2 separate regions of the Ovis aries genome follow, and region 2 is linked to region 1. A link is a contact called in public Hi-C data. All regions are on one chromosome and are shown on one strand. Each heading gives the region's core, a stretch centred on a gene start, on an enhancer-like site or on the middle of the called end of the contact. The rest is flanking DNA. Distances are from core to core; before and after follow the strand shown. Region 1 overlaps SLC12A7 (solute carrier family 12 member 7). Region 2 overlaps TRIP13 (thyroid hormone receptor interactor 13).

Region 1 (3,494 bases), core at 212-2,711:
CCTGGGATTTCTTTGGAAGGAATGATGCTGAAGCTGAAGCTCCAGTACTTTGGCCACCTCATGGGAAGAGTTGACTCACTGGAAAAGACTCTGATGCTGGGAGGGATTGGGGGCAGGAGAAGGGGACGACAGAGGATGAGATGCTGGATGGCATCACTGACTTGATGGACATGAGTCTGAGTGAACTCCGGGAGTGGGTGATGGACAGGGAGGCCTGGCGTGCTGCGATTCATGGGGTCGCAAAGAATCGGACACGGCTGAGCGCCTGAACTGAACTGAACTGGAAGCAGGTGTCCCTGGCTTCTGTGAGTGTAATGCCGGCCGAGGTCCTGTATTTTCTTGCGGCTCCATCACGCCAGTTCCGCGCCACCTGTCAGGCTGCGACTTTCCCCGAGACGGAGGCTGCTGGGCGCCGTGGTGTCAGCAGCGGGTGTCGCTTCACCCTCAGCCCCTAGTCTACCCCCCGCTTTCCCCTTTGGGAGCCCTCAGTTTGCTTTGTCTGGGGCAGGGGGCAGTGTCTGTTTCGTAAATAAGGTCATTTGTGTCTCTTTTTTAGACTCACGTGTAAGCGACACATTTTCTCTGACTCACTACACTTAGTGTAGTCATCTCTAGGTCCGTCCACGTTGCTGCAAACGGCGTTTCACCTGCTTTTACGGCTGAGCAATATTCTGTCGTCTTACGGGCCACGTCTCTCTCCATTCCTCTGTCCAGACACTTGGGCTGTCTCCGTGTCTGGCTGCTGTGAGCAGCGCTGCAGTGAACGCTGGGGCGTGTGTGTCTTTCCTTTTCAATGCCCATCCTTGCTGGCGTGGGAGCCCGGAGGAGCTGCTGTCCCAGGGTGCCTGAAACTCTCTTCCTGTCCCCTCCGGCCGGGCCCCTGCTGTGACCCCCTCCCCTCTGGCCTGGCCCCTCCCATGACCCCTCCCCTCTGGCCCGGCCCCTCCCATGACCCCCTCCCCTCTGGCCCGGCCCCTCCCATGACCCCCTCCCCTCTGGCCCGGCCCCTCCCATGACCTCCTCCCCTCTGGCCCGGCCCCTCCCGTGACCCCTCCCAAGCTGCAGTCACAGGGCTTTTCTGGTTCCGCTTTCCTGTCCTGCATCCCTGTTCTCCTCGGGAGTGTAGCAATTAGACGGTCTAGCCCTGGGTTTTGTTTTCCTCTGGGCTCAGCGTTCCCTCACATCACAGGGTCTGACCCGCCGAGCTTGTCTCTCAAAGGACCCGGATCTTGTGCTGGGCACAGCCTGAGCTGGTGGATTCTGAGTCTGAGGCCTGTGTGACCTTGGCAAACCTCAGTGGCAATCAGAGCTTATTTTTAAAATGTATTTTTAACTCATTGCCGTGAGAAAATAGAAATTAATGGCTTGTAGCTTTTATACAAAAAGCCGTTCTCTGTAGACAGAGGCGGGACTTACGAGCTAGCACAGCCTTCTCCATGCTCACGTGGCTCAAGCCCAGCGTTTAAGGTTTGAATGAGGTCATTAGGCCGAGAGAGAGCTGTCCAGCCCAGAGACTGCCCATCAAACGCACTTCCCGTCTCTCTCTCCTCAGGGAATCAAGGAAAGCCGAGAGGAGAGCTGGGTTTGGTTCAATTTGCCAGAGCAGATCTGAAGTTTGAAACTCAGGGTGACGGCTCAGCCCGCGTGGGGAACGGTTAGCAGAATTGGCCACAGCCAGGCCTGCGTGTGTCCCCACGCGCTGCGACACTCTCAAGCGTCCCTCAGAGGTTCGTGCCCGGGAGTCAGCCAGAGCCACGTGCGGCCCCCAGCCCGGCTGCAGTCCTCTCTCTGGGCCCAGGACGGGTGGCATGACCTTGGGGCAGGTCCTGGCCTCGCTATCTGCGCTGTGGGTAATAATAGGGCAGAAATCACTGCCCTGGGCACTTGAGGGTGGCCCACTTATCTGCGGGCTTCAGCAGCTGTTTCATTTAAAAGGTTGTGAGGTATTTTTGTCTCCATTGCATGTCACCAGACGCAGCAGGTCCAGAGGAGTGTCCCACGAGAGTCGGCACCCCCGTCTGTCGGTCAGAGTCGGCCACTGAGAGGCCTCCTGTCTCCTTCTGGGGGCTGTGTGCACGTGTGCGCACCTTTGTGACCCCGTCCCCACAGGGAGCATAGTTTAAATGCTCATGTTTACTTGACACAGACCCTGGGAAGCGCCCCCCACGACCCCAACAGGGAGCACGAAGTGAAGTGAGTGATCAGAGGTGGAAGGAACCCAGGTGTCTGCCAGTGGCTGATGGATAAACACAGCGCGGCCCATTCAGACTCTGGAATGGGATTCCACCTTCCAAGGAAGGACGTCTGAGACTTCCCTGGTGATCTGGTGACCGAGACTCCAAGCTCCCGAAGCAGGGGGCCTGGGTTTGATCCCTGGTTAGGGAACCAGATCCCACATACTGAGGCTGAGACCCAGAGCAGCGAAATAAATAGATAAATATTATTTAAAAAAAGACCTTCTGATACAGGCCCCAGCATGGAAGGTTCTCGAGGCTCTGCTGTCAGGGAAGGACAGGCACTGAGCGGGTCCCGGCTAAGGACCTGGATAGTCAGAGCCACAGAGGCGGAGCATAGGGCGGTGGGTTCCTGGGGTGGGGCAGGGGTGGGGAGCTGATGTTTAAGGGAGAAAAGTTCAGTTTTGCAGTATGAGAAAGTCCCAGAAATGGAGATGGTGGTAGTGGCTGCTTAACCACGCGCTTATGTGAATGAACACGGCGGAGTATTTGTGGGGCCCTGCCCAGCAGGCGGCTTCCCTGGGAGCTCAGATGGTAAAGAGTCCGATGGTCTTTCTCCTCCGGTGAGGGCTGCTCACCCCAGTGCACACTGGAGCCCCACCCAGCCCCGTCCAGCTCGCTATCCCGGCAGCGGTCTGTGCCGGCTGCTGGTCCTCCTTCCCGGCTGCCACGCGGGCAGGACAGTGCGGCCCCCCTGGCCTCCCCGCCTCGCACAGCCCACCACAAGGGCCCACTCCCCGCTCGCCGGTGGCTGTGGGCAGGGCTTGTGCGTTGCTTGCAGTGGACCGACCCGGCCTGCTGCTGGGAACAGCTGGGGTGTCTCTGGGCCCACACGGTACCGTGGGATCTCTGGGTGGTGACAGAGCCTGGTTTGCACACCTGCCAGTCGGGGAGCCCCGTGCCCTGCCCTCCCCCGCCCGGTCCCTGCCCTTCTGCTGAGGTCCTTCCCGGGTCCGCACAGGCCTGGGTTGGCTGCCCAGCCCGCGGCTGCCGTGGGCTCTGCACCCACTTTCCCGCCCCAGCCGTGTCTGTGAAGCACAGAGGTGGTCGCTGTCCCCAGTGACCACTTAGGGTCCTCTCGTGAAAAGTGTCCCAGGTCACGACAGAGTCCCCAGCCTCCACTCCACTCCTGAGTGGGCTTCCTAGGAGGCTCGGCGGTGAAAGGCCCGCCGGCCAGTGCAGGAGGCACAGGAGCTGTGGGTTTGGTCCCCGAGTCGAGGAGGCCCCAGAGGAGGGCGTGGCAGCCCACTCCAGCATTCT
Region 2 (3,247 bases), core at 607-3,106, 120 kb after region 1:
TTTCACTCATAAATGGTATGTCAGTTGAGAGAAGGAAGCTTTCCAGGCCTAAATGTTGCCAGGTGATAAAAAAAAACAAGGTAGCTTGTCATAAGTTATGGAGAAAGAAGATTGTTCGGCCATAGATGGTCACTCAGGAGGGAAAAAAATTCAGTCACGAACGGCAATGAGCCAATAGAGAAAGAAGGCTTCTAGTCAGAAACGGCAACCGATGTTATAAAAAGCCTTCCACCATAAACAACAACTCGGGTCACAGAAGAAGACTTTTCGTCACAAAGGTAACAGGGGTCACGGAGCAGGAAACGTTCCGGCCTTGTGTGGCGACTCAGGTGCCGGGACAGAAGGGGTCCTGTGGGAAATGAGGGTTCGCGCGCCAGAGGAAGAAGGGAGCAGTCACAAACGGCAGCTCAGGCAGCAACGCTGAGGCTGCTGCTCGAAACTAGTGAGAGAGGAAAGCCTGCACCAGGAATGGTGGCTCAGGAGGTGGTGGAGGACGGCTGCCAGCCACAGCGTCAACGCCGGGGGCGGAAGAGAAGGTTCAGCCACAGACGCTGAGCCGGGAGCCGCGTAAGAGCGGCTTCCGACCCCAGGTGGCAACTCCAGGGACTCAGGGCAAAGTTCCCGTCGCAAACGGTCACCCAGGTAACATGAAATGACTCCAGTCATAAAACCCAAGTCGGGTGACACGGAAAGAAGTTTCCTGGTCATAGATCCTAAGTCAGGTGGTCCAGACGGAGGCTCGCCCACCACAGAGGCATGCCGGGTGACAGGGAAGGTCATTTGCAGCCACAAGCAGCTCAGGGGACATGAAATGGAAAGCTTCCTGCCCCTCTGAAGTGATGATTCTCCGGAAAACAGTTTCACGTTGTGAATAACGTCAGGGGACAGAGGAAGGAGGTTTGCGGTCAGTAATCAGGACTCGGGCGACTGGGGACGAAGTCTCCTCGTCCTAACCTACGGCGAAGGCCGGAGGAGACAGGCTTCCAACAGCAGAGCCGACGGCCTCAGCAGGACGGCCCGGGGCACGCGGTGCTGGGGACTGCCAGGGCGAGCGCCACAGCTCTGGACGGTAAGGAGTTAGGGTCAGAAATCAGAGCTCAGGGGATGGAAAACCCCCTCCCCACCCGAAAGGACGCTTCAGCCGGGAGCAGGGCTGCCGCGGGGACAGGAGCCCCCTCCCCGGGAGCAGCCCCCTCGCTGGGGCGAAGAAGCTGCCAGGCGGGAGCCACAGCCTCCGCAGCAGGGCCTCCGCGGTTGTCGGCTCTCCGGGGGCCTTTCCGCCCCGCGTCGCCTCCGCGCTGGGCAGAGGGGCTGTAGCTCAGCACGTGTTTCCTCCGTGGCATGACCCTGACGCTCACCCTTGCGGTCCCTGTCACCTCGGCCTCCGGGTTGTCCTGCCGGGGACGGTTGCTCCGTTGGGCCGTGTCCTCGGCCTCTCTCGTAGGTGCCCCTGCCCGCGGAGGGGTCGGACCTGAGGCCTGTGTGCTGGGCCGGGGACTCAGCAGAAGCCGGGCGGGCAGCACCACACCCCTGGGTGTCCCAGGCTGGCACTCTGGCCCCTTTCCCGCCCGTGCCCACCCAGAAGCCTGCCCCCGTGGGAGGACAGCGTACCTCCATCCTGAACCCAGGGCCCAGCCGTGGGCACCTCGGGCTTTCAGCCATGGCCCAGAAAGTGCCCACAAGCCTGTGCCCGCCTCTGGTTGGGGGCCCGGGTGCGACCCCTCCTCCTACCAGGCCCAGCCCCAACCCAGAGTGAGCTGGCACCGAGGCAGCGGTCAGAAGAGCCACGCCCCACCACTGCCAGGCATGCGTGCTCGGACCTCTGTGGGGCCTGGACGCATGCTGGTGTGTGTGGGCGGGCCTACCAGGCCAGGCGGGGACGCAGCCAGGCGGCTGCCTCTGCGGACCACTCCTCTGCCCGGAGGCCCCTCCTGTCCATCCCACAGAGCAGCGCTGCCCCCTGGTGTCCGTGGACGGCGGCATCAGACACCCCCCCCCAACTCTGGGAAAGGGCCTGGAGGACGGGCCACCCCTGACTCGGGGTGCAGGCCTCACCCACCCAGCCCCAGCCTGCTCGGGGCTTCAGTGGCCCACTGCATGGACCACCCCTCAGATTCAGGGTGCAGGCCTCACCCACCCACCCCCAGCCCACTCGGGGCTTCAGTGGCCCACTGCATGGACCACCCCTCAGATTCGGGGTGCAGGCCTCACCCACCCGCCCCCAGCCTTCTCAGGGCTGCCCCTCTGGGCTGCCCCCTCACTCATCTGTCTGCCCCTGTACACGGCCCCGCCCTGGGCATCCCCTCCCAGACCCTCTCCTCCCATCAGGACACTGGGCTCCTCAGCAGCAACCGTGGAGCATGGAGCACCCGCCGTGTGCACAGACCTCTCTTCTCACCCTATTTCAGGGTCTTGAGGAAACCACAGAGCCGGGCCCTGGCCCCCAAGGCCGTGCTCGCTCTAGCCCTGGACCTGACCAGAGCCGAGGCTGGCTGATGGCCCAGGGGTGGAACCCTGGGTCCCCCACCCCAGCCTAGCCCCGACCCAGGCTGCACGGCCACGTGCAGACAGCGCACCTCCACCCCGACGGGTTAAGACAGGCTGAAGTTATGTCATCGTGTGAGTGACTTAAAACTCAAAGCATTTGGACTGTTAAGAGAATCAATATGAGAAAATTTTGGAAAAAGATTTTTAATACTTAAAAAATTTTAAGACAAAAGGTAACATACTCTTAAAAATGTTTTATAAAACAGTGATATGAAATTTATTTTAGCATGAGATAAAAGCAAAGCAAGGTTCTGTGGAATACACCAGTTATTGGCCAATTCACTTTAAATCTGTTATTGGGAATCTTCGTTTAAGCCGTGACTAACGTCCCTCAACAAACGCCTCACCGGGAAACGTCGCCATGAGGCCGGCCACGCTGGTCCCCAGGGAGGCAGCCCCGTCAGCTGCCCCTCCCTGACAAGCAGAGCTGCTGTACCTGCTACCAAGAAGTGCACTGACCTTGAACTTTTCTCTTGATTCCTGTAACACAGGGACAGGCCCCTATTCACCGCACACTCTGCAGGACGTGCGCACTAACCAGGACGAGCTTGCAGCGGGAAGCAAATGCTGCCTCGTCTTGAGCAATGTGTACTTTTTTTTAATGCTATTATATTTTTCTTTAAGGCAATGCAGTTTCTCTTTTGTTTCTATAAAACTTACATTAATTATCTTTTTAAATAAAACGTCAGCATTTTGGGTC

Evidence for each region. Hi-C and Micro-C count contacts between places; a contact is called where the count stands out from the background.
Region 2: a Hi-C map of hypothalamus shows a contact between it and region 1, with 3 times the contacts expected there. The contact joins two enhancer-like sites. A contact is called at or near these places in 3 of 16 Hi-C or Micro-C datasets (hypothalamus, liver and tail adipose tissue).

The regions. Positions count from the first base shown.
Region 1 is chr16:71,304,595-71,308,088 of ARS-UI_Ramb_v3.0, forward strand. The region is part of intron 1 of SLC12A7 (solute carrier family 12 member 7); the gene reads left to right. Among named protein-coding and RNA genes, the nearest start is that of SLC12A7, 19 kb to the left of the region's middle. Within about 2 kb of position 1,462, at least 8 of the 54 cell types and tissues checked have an H3K27ac peak or open chromatin away from gene starts, as enhancers often do. A contact at or near this core is called in hypothalamus, where this site is marked.
Region 2 is chr16:71,421,780-71,425,026 of ARS-UI_Ramb_v3.0, forward strand. TRIP13 (thyroid hormone receptor interactor 13) reads right to left here. Exons shown (of 13, transcript XM_027980198.2): 13 at 2,739-3,247. Among named protein-coding and RNA genes, the nearest start is that of TRIP13, 16 kb to the right of the region's middle. Within about 2 kb of position 1,857, at least 6 of the 54 cell types and tissues checked have an H3K27ac peak or open chromatin away from gene starts, as enhancers often do. A contact at or near this core is called in hypothalamus, where this site is marked.